Linked DNA regions of Mus musculus: region 2 is linked to region 1. A link is a contact called in public Hi-C data. All regions are on one chromosome and are shown on one strand. The core of a region is the stretch at or near the end of the contact, and the rest is flanking DNA. Distances in the headings are between cores, read along the strand shown. Region 1 has its middle 14 kb from the start of Btbd9. Region 2 overlaps Dnah8 (dynein, axonemal, heavy chain 8).

Region 1 (3,251 bases), core at 550-3,049:
TATTGATTTCAAACCTAGTTTACTCCTATTGATATTTTTGCTCGCTACCATCCTGTCCGTTCTTCTTCTGAAGATCATAATTTTTCTCAACACTGCGACCGTGTTGTATCCCCAGCCTTGTTCTACACAGACATTTAATATGATTTTGTGCCCCCAATCATGCTCTGAACACTCCATTAAATCTTTATATTGTTACATGACACGATGCCGAAAACATTAACTCACCTCCTTGCATGTCTTGTTAACTCACGGCCCATATCCATTCAAGCAGCTAGACCATGGGCCCCGCAGTGCCAGGCAGGAACCTTGAAGCTTTGGCCTGGGAGGGGGGTCAGGAAGGACAGCCCTGAAGATCAACGGGTCCCTAGGTAGAGACTTTCTATTCCTGTAGCTAACCGAGAAAAGGGAGAAATCACAGCCCTGAGATGTAGGCCGTCTGTCGATCTGGAGGGGCAGAGGCTTGCTTGTCTTTGGCTTCTGGACACAGCTTGAGGAAGTTAGCAGTACACTTGGGGAGTTAGGGCTGGGAGGGGTGTGCCTAGGAGACTATAGTTTTAAAATACAAAATGAACATTAGCCAAAAAAGAAAAGAAAAAGAACACTGCTTCAGAGTGAACAGTGGGCAGTGGATGAGAAAGCGCTGACTTTCATGACTGTTTTCTACCTAACCTGTTTCAGCTTTGTTTGTTTGTTTTGTTTTGTTTTGTCTAGACAGGGTTTCTCTGTGTAGCCCTGGCTGTCCTGGAACTCACTCTGTAGACCAGGCTGGCCTCAAACTCAGAAATCCACCTGCCTCTGCCTCCCAATTGCTGGGATTAAAGGCGTTCGCCACCACCGCCCGGCTTCCCTTTTTTTTTTTCCTACTGTAAAAAAGTAATGCAAGCAACAAGCCACATTTAATTTAGAAATTAAAACCACTGAATATTTTCTAGGATGTAGAAAGCCACAGCATTAGCCAAATAAATAAAGCATTTGAAAGCCTTTAAACTCTTAAAGACTATTGTAAATCTAATGTGCTTTAAAATACACACACACACATATATATATGTATATTTTTTAGAATTATGTTTACCCTGTGTGTGTATGTGTGTTTGTGAGTATAGAGCCCAGAAAAAGATGCCAAATCTAAAAAGGTTGATGTGAGCCACCCAACATGGGTGCTGGAAACTCAACTCAGCCACTGCTCTTAGCCCTGTCTTCAGCCATAATGTGTATTTTGATGACATTTATGAGGTACCTATTTTATTACAGCTCTAAAAGTCCTGGGTATTAGCATTTTAAAAATATTCTGGGGCTGGAGAGATGGCTCAGTGGGTAAGAGCACTGACTGCTCTTCCAAAGGTCATGAGTTCAAATCCCAGCAACCACATGGTGGCTCACAACCATCCATAATGAGATCTGATGCCCTCTTCTGGGATGTCTGAAAACAGCTACAGTGTACTTACATATAGTAAATAAATAAATCCTTTTAAAAAATATTCTGTAATATGCTAACATCAGTAGGTCTCATTTGGGGGGTGCGGTTTGAGAAAGGATTTATCTATGTAGCCCTTGGCTGTCCTGGAACTTGCTCTGTAGACCATGCTGACCTCCATCTGCCTGCCTCTTCTCCCTGCTCCCTGTCCCCCGTCCCCAACCCCCGAGCACCGGGATTGGAGGACATGCACCCCCACCACCTGGACAGTAGGCCTCAGATTTATGCACTTGCTGTAATTTCTCTTAACTATTGACTGGATTGAGCTGAGTCATCACCATTGAAGAGAAGCCTGCTTAAGCACAGCTAACTGTCACTAGCTGGCTATTCTGTGTCGTCCGGGTTACTGTTTCCTTGGTGTTACTGCTCAACTGTCCGTTACTAACGTGTTCCATTAGTTGCCTCGAAATTCTAAGTATGCAATTTAGCAAAACACTACATAAAACACTGTATAGAAGGGCTCCCGAAGACAAATGGCTCAGGTATGTAGCTGCTGATCAGAGGTGGAAAATCCCCGCTGTCCGTTGCCGGAAACTATCGAAGTGAAGACTCTGCCCATTCATTCCCTTGGAAACGCTATCAGGACCCATTCCTCTTTGAAGAAACTAGAATCAGAAATCTTAAGAAAGACCAGTGGTTTCAGCGGAGCAGTACTGACCCCTAGGGGTCATTCTGGAAATGTGTGGGGGCCCGTTTTCAGTTGGTTTGACAAGTGGTATTTAGTGGAGGAGGATGTTGGTTGGTGTGATGTCATTCAAGTTGGCATTTAGTCTAGGCTCCGCCCACAGTTACCTGGCAACAGCCAGGTGTGCCTGACTCACACCCCCTCCTCTCTTGCTCCCTTCCCCTTCCCCTCTCTTCTCATTCCCCTTCCCCCTCTCTCCACGTGCTCATGGCCAGCCTCATGACTCCTCAGTTTGGAGTTTCACATAGTTTATTTTCCTCTGAAGAGAACAGTGTAGAAAAGGAGGTGGCCGGAGATTAAGTTTACAGGAGAGAAGTTGACAAGCATAACCTCAGTAGGCTATGAGTTATGTTAGTGATCTTGCTGGATACAGTGGCCTCGGGATGAGAGCATTTCACCTGCATTTCAACTCCCACTTAAAGAAACAAAACCTCATTTCAGCATGTCACCACACAAAGTCAGAGCCCCCCCCCCACTGGGAAATGGTAAATAAGTAACATCACATAAAACTGTTGGTCTTCCAGAACGTAAGGAGATCAATTTGGCTGCAGAGCCTTGGAAAACACTTTCAGCCCTTAGACAAGTGAGGAATCCCAGGTTACTTCCTTTCAATGGCCGTTTTTAGTGGACACACAGCACTGACTGGCCTTAGCCATCTTTGATCATATATGTGTCAAGTGACGGGATGAACAAGCTGTAGGTATCAGGACTTCTTGCAGGCCAACTCTGCAGTGCATGCCCTTGGGCCTTCCCATGCTTCTAACAGCATCTTGAGAACAAAGGTCCCTCCACAACCAAGTTGTCAAGGTCTGTGTACTATGCTATGGGACAACTCTGGGGTCCTTCGAAATTCCTCTGACTAGGCCCACTCCCCAAAATGGTACTTGGAAATGAGCTCCTACAAGGCAAATTACTTAGGTGGAGCCTCCTGGAATGGGATGCATGTTGCAGTAAACTTCTGCCCCGAGAAGGCACAGTACCTGTCCACAAGGCAAAGTGCCTGTCCACAAGTCAAGAGGACCCTTGCCAGACACTGCAAAGGCTGCTGCTTCATAAGAAGTTGCAGCCTGCCGGGCGGTATTGGCGCACACC
Region 2 (3,251 bases), core at 316-2,815, 160 kb after region 1:
AGACCTCTTTAGACTACTTCCTGCAGATGAGAGGGGCATTGTGTTCCTTGGGGCCAGGCTGATCGTCACAGTCAGGAGAGCTCCAGCTTCTTGTTAAACCATCACAAGAGCAAGCAGGAGCAGCAGGAGGCTGCAGGAAGCAGCAGTTGTCTTCTTCCTCCTCCTCTTCTTCCTCCTCCTCCTCTTCTTCCGTCTTCCTCCCTCTCCTCCTCCTTATTCTTCCTGCCTCTCTTAGGGCTCAGGCATGTATGCCCTCCTCAGAGTTCCCAGAATGAAACTATCTGCAGCTGGCAAAAACCATGCCACTGCCCTTGCCCCGATCCGAGGACGAGACAATCATAGTTAACAGCTGTAGACAGATTGAAGCAGGCCCATACCCCACACCTGGGACTAAAACAAAAACATTTACACATAAGGTCACTGGGTGGTTAAAGAAACCAAAACTCTCCCTACAAGTGTGTGTGTGTGTGTGTGTGTGTGTGTGTGTGTGTGTGTGTGTGTGCATGGATGTGCATATGTGTGAGTGTGAACATGTGTTATGGCTCAACTACATTAGATCTTTAGCCCAGGCTGGCCTAGAACTTCCTATATAGTCGAGGATGGCCCTGACCTGTTGACTGCCCCCCCCCCCTGCTTTTGTCTCTGGAGTGCTGGGATTATAGGAGTGTGCCCCCTTACACGGTGCATCAGAAGCCGAGGGCATCACGTACTCTAGGCAAGCCCCTCCTGATTGAGCTATTTCCACAGCCCACTCCCTGCTGTGTTCTTAGTATGCCTCCTTAAATCCTCTCTCCCACTCCCACGTACCCATGTATGCTTCTTGTTCTCGGAGCAAACGGAAGACTGAAGGCACTTTGTGTGTGGGCGCAGGGGCAGGCATTTCCCGAGCACTTATTGCTCCCAAGTACTATCCCCTCAAGGAAGGATGGCTGGGCGAGGGGATAGGAAGGCCAGGTTCCTCTGCTTCTAGGTGGAGAGTCCCTGGTGGGGTCATGCTTGTCTGCCTGCTGCAGCTGTCCTCCGTTGCACCTTACCCCAGTCTTCCCATCCCTGGGACTGTAATATCCACACCCTTCTTTGTATCTTCCGAGGGCTCTCCCCAAGTAAATCACTTCCACATGCAAAAATCTTTATTCAAGCTGTGCCTCTGGAGACCCAGAGGCAGGCTCAGGGGCACCCTAGATCTTTACCGAGATGCTGTGCGCTGCTGCTTTCCACCACTGGGGGGCGACATCACCACACAGCACACGCACCCACCCACCCATGTCACATGAGGCAGAAAGCAGATCCTGAATTAATTATTTGCAAAATGTAATTCAAGCCCCACGACATCATTACTTTATCACCTATGTTGTTTTTCAACGCCACACTAGTTTTGCTTCCCAAATCCAGTGAAACAAAGGACACTTAGATATTATTTAAAGCCTTTAAAATTTCAGCTAGCACGCAGAAACATCAGCCGGAGACTAATAACCTACGTTTCCCAATGTGTCATTTGATGGTGTAGTTATATGAGACCTCTCTGGTACGGCATGGCCTGATGACCCTCGGGCCCAGCGGTTCTGGGAAGACGACGGTCATAACAATTCTGATGAAATCATTAACGGAGTGTGGGAGGCCTCACAGAGAGATGCGAATGAATCCAAAGGCGATTACCGCGCCTCAGATGTTCGGCAGGCTGGATACAGCCACCAACGACTGGACAGATGGGATCTTTTCCACTCTGTGGAGGAAGACATTAAAAGCTAAAAAGGGTAGGCACGGGCCTCCCTCCGAGTTCACTCTTTCCCTGCGAGCTTATTAGAACGGACCTTGCATTTGCTCAGTTTCCCGTTTTCATTAGTTGCAGAAGGAAAAACCGATCTATCTTCCCCTACTTCCCGTCCTCATTTGCAGGTGAGAACATCTTCCTCATCCTAGACGGCCCCGTGGATGCCATCTGGATTGAGAACTTAAACTCCGTGTTGGACGATAACAAGACGCTCACCCTGGCTAACGGGGACCGCATCCCCATGGCCCCTACCTGTAAGCTGCTGTTTGAGGTGCACAACATTGAGAACGCCTCTCCTGCCACGGTGTCAAGGATGGGCATGGTATACATCAGCAGCTCGGCTCTCAGCTGGAGGCCGATATTACAGGTGGGGACCGGAAACAGGCCAGGGTCTACAGGTCTCTGCTCTTCTCATTTTTGCTTACGTGTGTACACGCGTGTGCAGATAGCCCAGTGTACGGGTACATGGGGATGCCATTGGATAACCTTGGGTGTTTTTCTTTAAGCCACCTTACCATCCACACTTCTTTTACTTTGTCTATAGTGTCTCTCAATGGCCTGGAACCTGTCAAGGAGGCTAGGCTGACTACCCAGGGGGTCCCAAGGACCTGCTTGTCCCCTCCCCCTCCCCAAACCCCATCGCTGGTATCATGAGCACATGCCAGCATATCCGGCTTTTTTTTTTTTTTTTTTTTTTTTTTGATGTGAGTTCGGGGAATCAACCCCACGTCTCCGAGCTCGCAAGACAAGCAAGCACTTGATCTACAGAGTCGCACTGGCAGCTCTACACTTTCCTAGTGCTTAGATGTTGTCCTTTGACCTCAGGCATGGTTGAAGAAGCGCAGCCAGCAGGAAGCCTCCGTCTTCCTGAGTCTGTATGATAAGGTGTTTGAAGACGCATACACGTACATGAAACTAAGCCTCAACCCCAAGATGCAGCTCCTGGAGTGTAATTACATCATGCAGGTGAGACTCCGCTCTGCTTTGTACCCACCCTTCTGAAAACACCTGAAGCTTTCCGCTCGGCTGCCTCACGGGGCACCTAGTATAGGAAGTCCTACAGCCTAGGAGCTCTTTTTAAGTGGCTTGGGGGGTGAGGGCTCTGAGATTTGAATCCCTAGAGAAAGAGGGATGAATCCGCACACTAGTAATCTAACTTTGGAGCCAGGAGCCACAGAGGAGGCCTTTTAGTTTTTAGATGGGGAAAGCAGACCCAGCCACAGGAGCTGGGGTAGAACCCACACTTGTGGCTTCCCAACTCATTCCTCACTTCCGTTGGTCACACAGCCCGACCGAAGCTTTATCTGTCCTCTAACACTGGGGACCGCAAGGACACTCATCAGGCTATGTCTTGAGATATTATTTCTGTTTTCTTTTCTCTTCCCCCTCTTGCTTTCCATTTTCTCCTTTCAAAAATGTCAGCCTGCGCATTTTTAAAATTGAGACTAAAAAAAAAAAAATGGATCTTATCTGAAATCTC

What was found. Hi-C and Micro-C count contacts between places; a contact is called where the count stands out from the background.
Region 2: a Hi-C map of stem cell-derived motor neurons shows a contact between it and region 1, with 4 times the contacts expected there. The contact joins two enhancer-like sites. A contact is called at or near these places in 7 of 484 Hi-C or Micro-C datasets (the Ba/F3 cell line, LSK cells, the N1E-115 cell line and 4 more), 4 of 115 datasets of contacts at active chromatin or transcription factors (embryonic stem cells and neural progenitor cells) and 3 of 9 other capture datasets (adipose tissue, liver and pancreatic islet).

The regions. Positions count from the first base shown.
Region 1 is chr17:30,588,857-30,592,107 of GRCm38.p6, forward strand. No RefSeq gene overlaps it. Among named protein-coding and RNA genes, the nearest start is that of Btbd9, 14 kb to the left of the region's middle. Within about 2 kb of position 1,800, at least 43 of the 459 cell types and tissues checked have an H3K27ac peak or open chromatin away from gene starts, as enhancers often do. A contact at or near this core is called in stem cell-derived motor neurons, where this site is marked.
Region 2 is chr17:30,745,251-30,748,501 of GRCm38.p6, forward strand. It overlaps Dnah8 (dynein, axonemal, heavy chain 8), which reads left to right. Exons shown (of 93, transcript NM_013811.3): 50 at 1,508-1,754; 51 at 1,897-2,138; 52 at 2,597-2,737. Among named protein-coding and RNA genes, the nearest start is that of Gm24661, 35 kb to the right of the region's middle. Within about 2 kb of position 1,566, at least 10 of the 459 cell types and tissues checked have an H3K27ac peak or open chromatin away from gene starts, as enhancers often do. A contact at or near this core is called in stem cell-derived motor neurons, where this site is marked.